Regions from separate parts of the Hordeum vulgare genome. Here region 2 is linked to region 1. A link is a contact called in public Hi-C data. All regions are on one chromosome and are shown on one strand. The core of a region is the stretch at or near the end of the contact, and the rest is flanking DNA. Distances in the headings are between cores, read along the strand shown. Region 1 holds the start of LOC123433331 (membrane steroid-binding protein 1-like). Region 2 holds the start of LOC123433348 (F-box/LRR-repeat protein At3g48880).

Evidence for each region. A called contact is a pair of places that touch in the nucleus more often than the background predicts.
Region 2: a Hi-C map of leaf shows a contact between it and region 1, with 4 times the contacts expected there. The contact joins the promoter of LOC123433348 here to the promoter of LOC123433331 in region 1. A contact is called at or near these places in 5 of 6 Hi-C or Micro-C datasets (leaf, seedling and an unstated tissue) and 1 of 1 datasets of contacts at active chromatin or transcription factors (embryo).

What each region holds. Positions count from the first base shown.
Region 1 is chr1H:315,130,239-315,134,959 of MorexV3_pseudomolecules_assembly, forward strand. It overlaps LOC123433331 (membrane steroid-binding protein 1-like), which reads right to left and starts at 3,462. Exons shown (of 2, transcript XM_045115447.1): 1 at 3,056-3,462; 2 at 1,109-1,698. The coding sequence starts at 3,363. The coding sequence ends at 1,338.
Region 2 is chr1H:315,329,447-315,333,854 of MorexV3_pseudomolecules_assembly, forward strand. LOC123433348 (F-box/LRR-repeat protein At3g48880) reads right to left here and starts at 1,280. Exons shown (of 3, transcript XM_045115449.1): 1 at 1,022-1,280.

The DNA.
Region 1 (4,721 bases), core at 2,212-4,711:
GGAACGACGAGGAAGCATACACTAGAAAAAAGGAGTCTGTACGGCTTAATCAGACGGATAGGAACACTCGTATCATACGAATGTCAGGCAGCTGGCCGCAACTTTGGGCCGGCACGTCGGCGCCCAGTATTACCCTATGATTTTGTGACAAATATTTCATTGTGCTTACACAATGAATAAAATCCGTATGACTCATACTCAAATTTCAAGTGATTGTGACTCATGAAGATATAAAAAGTTCATCACCCCCTCGACCATTACTATGCACTACTATGCAAAATTGTGGATTATAAAACCATTTATCAATTATATACGAATATATTTTCTCTTCCGGCATTTTTTTCCTATTATAATTTTTCGTTATCCATCATCTTAATAAGATTCTTAACACGGCTCAGCATCCGTTGTGTGTTCATTCGTTCTTCACGGCTAAGAGGAGGCAGGTGAGCAGGTAGCTCACGCGAATTGGATGTAATTGAGGTACGATTTGCAAACGCATGAGAAAGATGTTAAAATCAAAGTCTCTGCCGGTCTCATCTGCTCCCGGGCAATAGAAATTTTATAAAAAAATTGTGTACGAAAGATGTTTGTGAACTTTGATGTCCATATAAAATCTTATTCCCTCTATCCATATATATAAGGACTAATGCGTTCTTCAAAGCTAACTTTGATCATATATTAAAATAATAATATATGATATGTAAGTTATACAAAGCATATCTTTAAATTCATACATAAAAAAAGCTTTGAGTAATATAATTCTCACATTATACGGTTCATATAGTATTAATCTTATCAATAATTAAAGACAATCTCGAAAAATGCATTAGACCCTATATATATATATATGAATGGATTAGACCATATATATATATATATATATATATATGAATGGGGGAGTATCCCATTTAAACATCTAAGGAACGAATGACAAAGAAGAAAATATCTCGCGGTCTTCTTGAATGTCCAAACTCCACCAATTTTTACACGAACATCACGCACATGAACATCGTGCTTGTAAAAAGAATCGGTTTTTTTCTTCTATTTTTTCCATTTTTTTATTTTACCCGGGCGCAGAAACGCCTCTCTCCAAAACACAGGACATAGATACTTTAGACAGCAGCTAAATTATTCACCCAAAAGTATCAACAGACGACTTAACAAATGGGAGACACGCCCACACTCCGCTACCCCAGTAATATCCAGCACTCCGGGACCGACTAACAATAACAGCGAACCAGCACCATATCCCCATGTCCAAGTCCAACGTGCTGGTACAAATTACATACTGAATGATACAGATTTATTGCCATGACAAGGGGGTATATGGGATTGCTCTAGCTCTCAGCGCTGGCTGCATCAGCTGCGGCTTCCTTCTCTTTTACCTCCTCCGAGCTCACCTCCCTCGGCTTGTGCTCAGCGGCGGGTGCCTTCTCGGTCTCTGCCTCGGCAGTGGCTGTTTCTGGGGATGTGCTTATGGTGCCCTCTTCTCCAAGAAATGCCTTCTTGACGGTACCGACCTTCACATACTTGCTCATGAACTTGTACTCCCAGTCTTGTAGTGCGTCGAGCTCGAACGGCCCAAGGCCCGAAGTATCACCGTTCAGGTCCTGGGGCTCGAAAGACATCTTGGCTAGAGCTCTGCTGGCGTCTTTGCCAGCGAATAGGGCATAAGGTCCACCAGGTCCATAGAACATTCTACAGACGTTAAACATCGTAAAGGTCAAAAGGTTAATAGGGTAATTAGAAATACCACACACACACACAACACACAACCAAGCCTTTCAGTCCCAAATAAGTTGGGGTAGGCTAGAGTTGAAACCCATAAGATCTCGAAGCCAAGTCATGGCTCTGGAACGTGGCTCTGGAACGTGGATAGCTAACTTCCACGCACCCCTGTCCATGGCTAAGTCTTTGTCGATATTCCAAACCTTCAGGTCTCTCTTAACGGACTCCTCCCATGTCAAGTTTGGTAATTAGAAATACCAACAGAAGAAAAATTGTAATATGAGAGACTAAACACATTCGTAATATAAATGAGAGCATGATGACAATATATGACAGCCGAGGGTCCTAACTCACTGATAACTATGCATCATGCAACACGACGGAGCACCTAAAAGTATCATTGGAAGTTACGGAGTCTCCATCCATTAGTCCAAGTTTTCGCTAAGGTGGATCCCACAGTGACATCTTTCATCTAGCTATTTTCTAGTTCAGCACTGGAACATGAATTAAGAACTACATAAATTTGGTTGCAGGCGAGCTTCAAAAATCATATGGCTTAAAATAAGCTCCAGGCATAGCATCCCTTATTGGGGATTGGGGAATCAGCCATACCGAACACTATTTTTTTCCCAAGAGTACACCAATGGTGTACCATATTTTTTTATAGAAGAGAGCAAAGTAAATTACAAGAAGCTCGAGCCCGATGTAAATCACAAGCACACCCACGCCATGACCACTACTTCAATCCTTTAGCGGCCATACAAAGGCATGGGGCCTGGTGCTATCTTTTAGCATCTGGTGATACAGATACCCATAAAGCTCCGAATGATAGATCCAAGATCTGTTATATTAATATTCCCCTCCTCCCACAAGATATGTGTGCTCCACCAGCAACCACATCTTGCATACTAAAGGATAAAAAAATGAAAACACATATACTATCTTATAGCATTATTGAACCTATCCGTTCAACTATACATAAAAGATGCAAAGGCCAGGAAACATCTTATCTTAATATATAATTCGTGCAGTTGTTAGTGTCAAGTACCCAGCAGAAAGGGGCTTTGCTTACTCCAAAAGTAGCTCACCGACTCATCCCTACTGGTTAAAAGTTCACAGTAAACTACCGCACAATTAATTCATACAAATACCAGTAAAGCAATCACCTGGTGTACTACCAGCATCACAGCAGATTCACACAAAAACTAGTAAAGCAGTCACTGGATTACCGTAGGACAAATCGGTCAAGCACATCATAAAATCGGTGGATAAGAGCAACGGTTACAACTTACAAAGCAAACTATAGGATTTCAGACGAGCGAGATACCTGCTCTGCGTGACGTCATAGATCTGGCCCTTGATGGCCATGAGGAGGGGTTTCTTGGGGTCGGACCCGTCGTACTGGCGGAGCTCCTCCTCATCGACCTCGCCCAGCTGCACGGGCGGCGGGAGCGGCTCCGCCTCGGGCTCCTCGCGCGGCCGCTGCCGGGGAGGAGGCGGCGGCGCGAAGATCCCCGAGACGACGTGGTACAGCGCGGCGGCGACTGCCACGGCGGTGAAGAAGGCCGTCGGGGACAGCCCCGTGTACGCTAAGATCGCCTGCTTCAGCGTCTCCCAGAGCTCCGCCACCGCCATCGCTGCTAAGCTCACCTCTTCTTCCTACCAGGGGTTCCGAGACTCGGGGATGAGGGGCGGGGCACTCTCGTCTTTTCGCTGCCTTCGATCTCGTGAGGAGGAGAGCGTGGAAAGAAATATCTCCGAGTTTATAAGGGGCGGCCAAGGGTCGGAGGAGAGGTCGGGTGCGTGTGTGAGAATTTCTGGTTTGGGTGCCCATCAGTCAGGGACGGTGGCGGCTAGCGGAGTTCTCTAGAAGGAATCCTACGTACGCATAGTATGACTTTGCGGGGATTCCGGGCTCGGAGACGAGTCGGGTTCGAATCCGATACATTTAGAGATCTCCACCGTTCGGCCCCGAAGGGCACGAAATAGCCTCGTCTGACTATTCGTCGACGTTCCAGCCGTCCACCCTTCAATCGTTGTTTTTGTCCCAGTTTCGACGTAAAATTAGCTTACATTTAACATATATTCAACATTCTTCTGCATAAATTAAACAATAATAGTTATTTATTTTATCATATGATTTATCACAGAAATTAATATAAATCAAAAATAGTTTAACAACTCGATACAAATCAAAAATCAAGCTAGACGTTGCCCTTCAGCCTCTTGTAGGTGCTTCATCAAATCGTGTTGCACTTCTCAATGCACATGTGGGTCTCGGATCTCCTGACGCATGTTGAGGAAGGCAGTCCATATTGTAGGTAGCTGGTGATTAACTTGGGCATGAGGACCTTGCGTGTAATATGATTCAATGTCAAACACTGGCTCCTCCTGCTCGCTCTCAATGATCATGTTGTGCAAGACGACACAACAAGTCATGACTTTCCACATTTGATCTTTCGATCAGGTCTGAGCGGGGTACCGGACAACAGCAAAATGAGATTGAAGCACACCGAATGCCCGCTCGACACCCTTCCGGCAAGCTTCTTGATGCTTGGCAAAATAGGAGTGCTTGCCTCCTGGTGCAGGATTTAAGATAGTCTTCACATATGTGGACCATCTCGGCTAGATGTCATCTGCTAGGTAGTATCCCTTGTTGTAGTGGTGCCCATTGACCTCATAGTTTACCGGAGGAGTATGACCTTCAACAAGCTTGGCAAAGACATTCGAGCGCTACAGTACGTTGATGTCATTGTGAGTTCTTGACATACCAAAGAAGGAGTGCCAAATTCAGAGGTCATGTGTGGCCACTGTCTCAAGTACCACACTACAACCTCCTTTGACGCCTTTATACACCCCTTACCAAGCAAATGGATAGTTTTCTCATTTCCAATGCATGTAGTCGATACTTCCAAGATGTAACAGTCCGAGACCGACGCTCCACAAGATTGCCCTTTTATTTCGTTCTCGTCGTGTGATTCGTTTGGTTGTCA
Region 2 (4,408 bases), core at 30-2,529, 200 kb after region 1:
AAAAGAGAAAGCAGCCCACAAGAGATTTCAGCCCTTTTAACTGGAGAAATGGGAAATGTGCTACTTCCACAGCTAAACAACCACCTTAAGAACCCTCCACTGAGTAACATTTTACGGTTGAAATAGCTGGAAAGAAATAACAAAGCTGAAAGCCCAAATTCATGGTTACGGTTGCTATAGCCTACTCAGAAATGTAGTGACTACAGAATAGGAAGGAAATGCAACTATAAAACTCTAGTTCATTGACAACAGAGAAGGAATACAACCTAAAAATCTCTTCAGAGAGAAGGGGTATTTGAAGAAGGTCGAATCTATCTCATTCACCACTAACCCACTGATCCAGTAACTGGCACAGGTGCCCACAAATGCAATTTTCACTGCGGATGATCCACAACACCGTGTATGCACCTGTTTAACATTCCCTCCCCCTGACCAGGTAGCCGCCCAATTTTTTCCTTGGATCAACAGGGCCCTGCCCCCGGTTCCATTTTCCATAGATGACGAAACCATTGACACAAGGTTCAGAGTTTTGCCACGCAATTTACCGTAGAGAAACAGGAAAAAAAACATAAGAACCTGACTTTGAATGAACAGATCATGCTTTCCGATAACCACGCACAAAGTGAGTTCCAACGGAGCGAGGAAAAATGAGAGAAACTAGGCGATGTCCTTCTCGCGAATCGCACGAGCAGCAAACCGACACGCGAACCGACAGACAGACAGACAGGAGCATGAATTTCGAACAATTCCATGGTTCCCATACTCCAGGAGCGCAATCCGTCAGCACCAACCGACCACCGCACCCGAGCGAACTCGTGGACGGCGGAAGAGCCAACCGTATCGGTTAATCCAGCCGCGCGAGCAGTCAGCAGGCAATTGACGGCTAACCCAGCAACGGCGAGAGGCCGGCGCGGAATCCCGCGACGGGTTCGTACCAATTACCCGCGGCGACGACTAGGGGGGCGCGAAATCGATCGGGCCTAGGGAAGCCAGGAGGGAGGGAGAGAGATGGAAGTATTACCCGAATGGATCTCCGGGGGCAGGGGGAGGAGGAAGCCGGGGCGCGACCGGCGCGGCCCCGACGGGCGCTGGCTCGGGAGGAGGAGATCGGGGCCGGGAGCTGGTTCGGCGGCGACGGCCGGCGACGAGCGGCGGAGGCTGGGTCGGGGTGTCGTGGTGGCGAGCATGGGTCTCGGTCTCCCTCTCGGCCCTCCTCGACCGGGGCGAAGAGAAGGAAGGAAGCGGAGCGGGCGCGTGCGTATTGCTGGGCGTTAAATACCGCGTCGGCCTGCCTCAGCCTGGCCGTGGTTGTTGTAACGCTGTTGCTCAATTCCCGTGGAACGGAACGATTGTTAAGGCGACGTTAATTACGTTCCAGTGATGCTGGACGCATTGGCTTGGTTTGGCTTAATCAGATCCTACGGCGTTCCCACTCGATCTGGTAACCGGACAGCAGAGCTGGGACGTGTCCTCTGGACGTGGGAACCGGAGCAGAGGGAAAAGGAACCGACCCTTTCAGCAGTCCAGCCGATGGTCTCGTCGTCAGCGGGGCAGACCGCAGAGGACAGTGGAGCGTGCGGCGAACGCGGCTTTTCCCGGACGCCGATCGCCCGGGCAAGTGGGGGACGAATATGCCTCCCTCGCTGCCGCTGCTTTTCTTTCTTCCTTCCACGCGGACGGCCGGGGAGGCCGACAAAAGGCTCTCTCCCTTCCTTCCCCTCCCCTGCGGTGACCGCCTCAGCTGTCCCTCTCTGCGACGTCACCCTTCTGCCGTCTCTCCCTCCCGTCTACCTTTCCAGGACAGATAGAAAGATTTGCCTGCCGGTGGTGAGCTGTTTTTTCCTTGCTTCTTTCTCTGCCAGATATCTGCTTTTTGCGTGATGCGTTTGATGACCTCGCCCTGACTTCCTCGGTCAGGGAAGTTCCTGTGAAGATCTCTCTGCCATGGTAGGAGTACATCGCGTGACGTGTGAGTCAAGCGAAAGTGACACGAGGGCATGATTTTGGCCAACACGTGCACTAAATGTTTAAAATCATACTACTTCACAGAACGGTGATGTGAAGATCCTCTACGGGTCTTACAGCATCTCCAGGCACGCCTCTTCCAAGCGTTTTTCTAATCATCGGCGTTAAAAAATCGTCCAGTCGCGTCCCCACGGTGACTGGTCCTGACGGTCCAGACTGAACCCAGTTCCCTGGGGCTTGAGGCGACCGACGCTATTTTTGCATGCACAAAACCTATTTGTCAACCTCTCTCCTCTCTTTCTCCTCCCTTTTTTGCTAGACCCACCATGTGCATGCAAAAAAGGAATCTTTTCTCTCTCTGTCTCTCTCCCAAGTGGCCGGCTGGGATGGAGGCGTGGCTGGAACCCCGAACCCGCCCAGGTCGTTTCTTGCGCCGGTTGGGTCCCAAACGGCGCTATTTCGGCCCCTGAGGGCGCCTAACAGCTGGAGATGCTCTTACCACTCGGCTTCAGCAGCAAATTGTGGGTCCCATCAACGAGGACCGGTCCGGCTTCTTGTCTGGGCGAAGCATCTCCGAGAACTTCGTCTACGCGGTGGAGCTGGTGCAGTGCTGTCAAAAGTGTGTCGCGTTCTTCTTGGTGTTCAAGCTCGACTTAGCCAAAGCATTCGACTACATCATGATAGGGTTGTATATTAGGGGTAGGCCTACGGACCTGCTTCCCTAGGCCTACCTAGGACCCCTTACGGACACCAATGTCCTTAAGGTCACCGGTGCAGCCTCGACCTCACTCGGTTCAGCAACCGTCACTCGGTATGCCTGGAGTAACTCGGTCACTGATACGTCCCAAACGTATCTATAATTTCTGCTTGTTCCATGATCTTTTGGGTGACAATGTTATGTGTTTTGCTACACTTTTATATTATTTTACACATATTTGGACTAACCTACTAACTCAGTGCACCCAGTGCCAGTTTCTGTCTGTTGATGTCCATTTTGCAAGGTCTTTTACCCAATTTTTCGAAGCCCGGAAAAATCCAGAAAAAACATATAAAAAATTAGCAAAACAGAAGCTTCGGGATCACCGAAGGAGGGCCGGAGGGGGGCCAGGGGCCTCCCAGGCGGCCTGCTGGCGCGGCCAGGCCCTAGGCCGTGCCAGGAGGTCGTCTGGGTGGGTCCCACCTCCTCCGGTGCCCTCCTTTGGCATATATTTAGAGATCCGTGAGGAAATCCTCGCAGACTTTCTAGGATCGTGAATTTCTCCATCGTTCCGCCGTCGGAATGCTTCCAAGATCGGGAGCGTCAGGAGACCTCTTCCGGACACCCTGCCGGAGGGAGGATTGACCTCCGGGAGCTTCTCCACCGCCATGGACGCTTCCCGAACATGCCGTGAGTAGTCCTCCTTAGACTATGAGTCCATGACCAGTAGTTATGTGATGTCTTCTCTCCAATCTTGTGCTTCAATGGTTAGTCCTTCTGAGCTGCCCTACATGATCAAGGCATTTATCGTAATTCTCTTGCTTTTGCTATGCTCGGTTTGTTGGGATCCGATGGATTATGAGATTATGTTCAGACTGTTATGAGTTATATATTTGATTATCCTTTTATATTATGTTCCTTAGTGATTCTTGCATGTTCTCCGTTGCTTTTTATTGCTTTGGCCAAGTAGTAGATCGTAACTCCAAGAGGGAGCGTTATGCATGATTGTGGGTTCGGGCCCCTCGATGTCGATCTTGAGTGACAGAAACATGAGACTAGGGGATGTGCTTGTTTCCACCAGGGAGAAAACAACGGTGCTTATGACCACGGTTGCAAGGATTGTTTACCTTGCACATAGTTCGTTAATGCAGTTGTTTGTTGCTTTGAGTTTACACTTTGGGTGGGGCTCGCAACTTAATACCGGAGAGATGTTCTGGATAGATATCTTAAGGTGGATGATTAGTAAGTAGATGTTGACGAATAAACGATCTACTTGTCTTGGCGTACTGCCCATTACTATTGAACCTCTAACTATCAAGGAGCATAATTAGCATTGCGGTGCGATCATAATTCTATCAATTGCTCCACTTTGATTTGTTTATCCTAGCATAGTTGTTTATCGTCTTTTGGGAGAGAGACATCACTAGTGAACATCATGTGACTTCGGTTCATATCACCATCATTGTTTACACCTCCATCATTTACCGCTTTCATTTACTTTTTCGTTGCAATCACTATTACCTTCCCGCTTGTGTTTTGATTCTTTGCAAACTACAAGGCCGGAGAGATTGACAACCTCTCTGCACTCATTGGGAGCAAAGTTATTTGTTGTGTGTGCAGGTCCTCGTCTTCTGCTAGCGCCAGAGTGGAAGACACCTACTTGTTGAGCCTAGGAGTCCTCCTGGTTCGATAAACCTTATAGTCTCCGTGTAAGGGAAATTTGTTGCTGACTACATCTCCACCTTC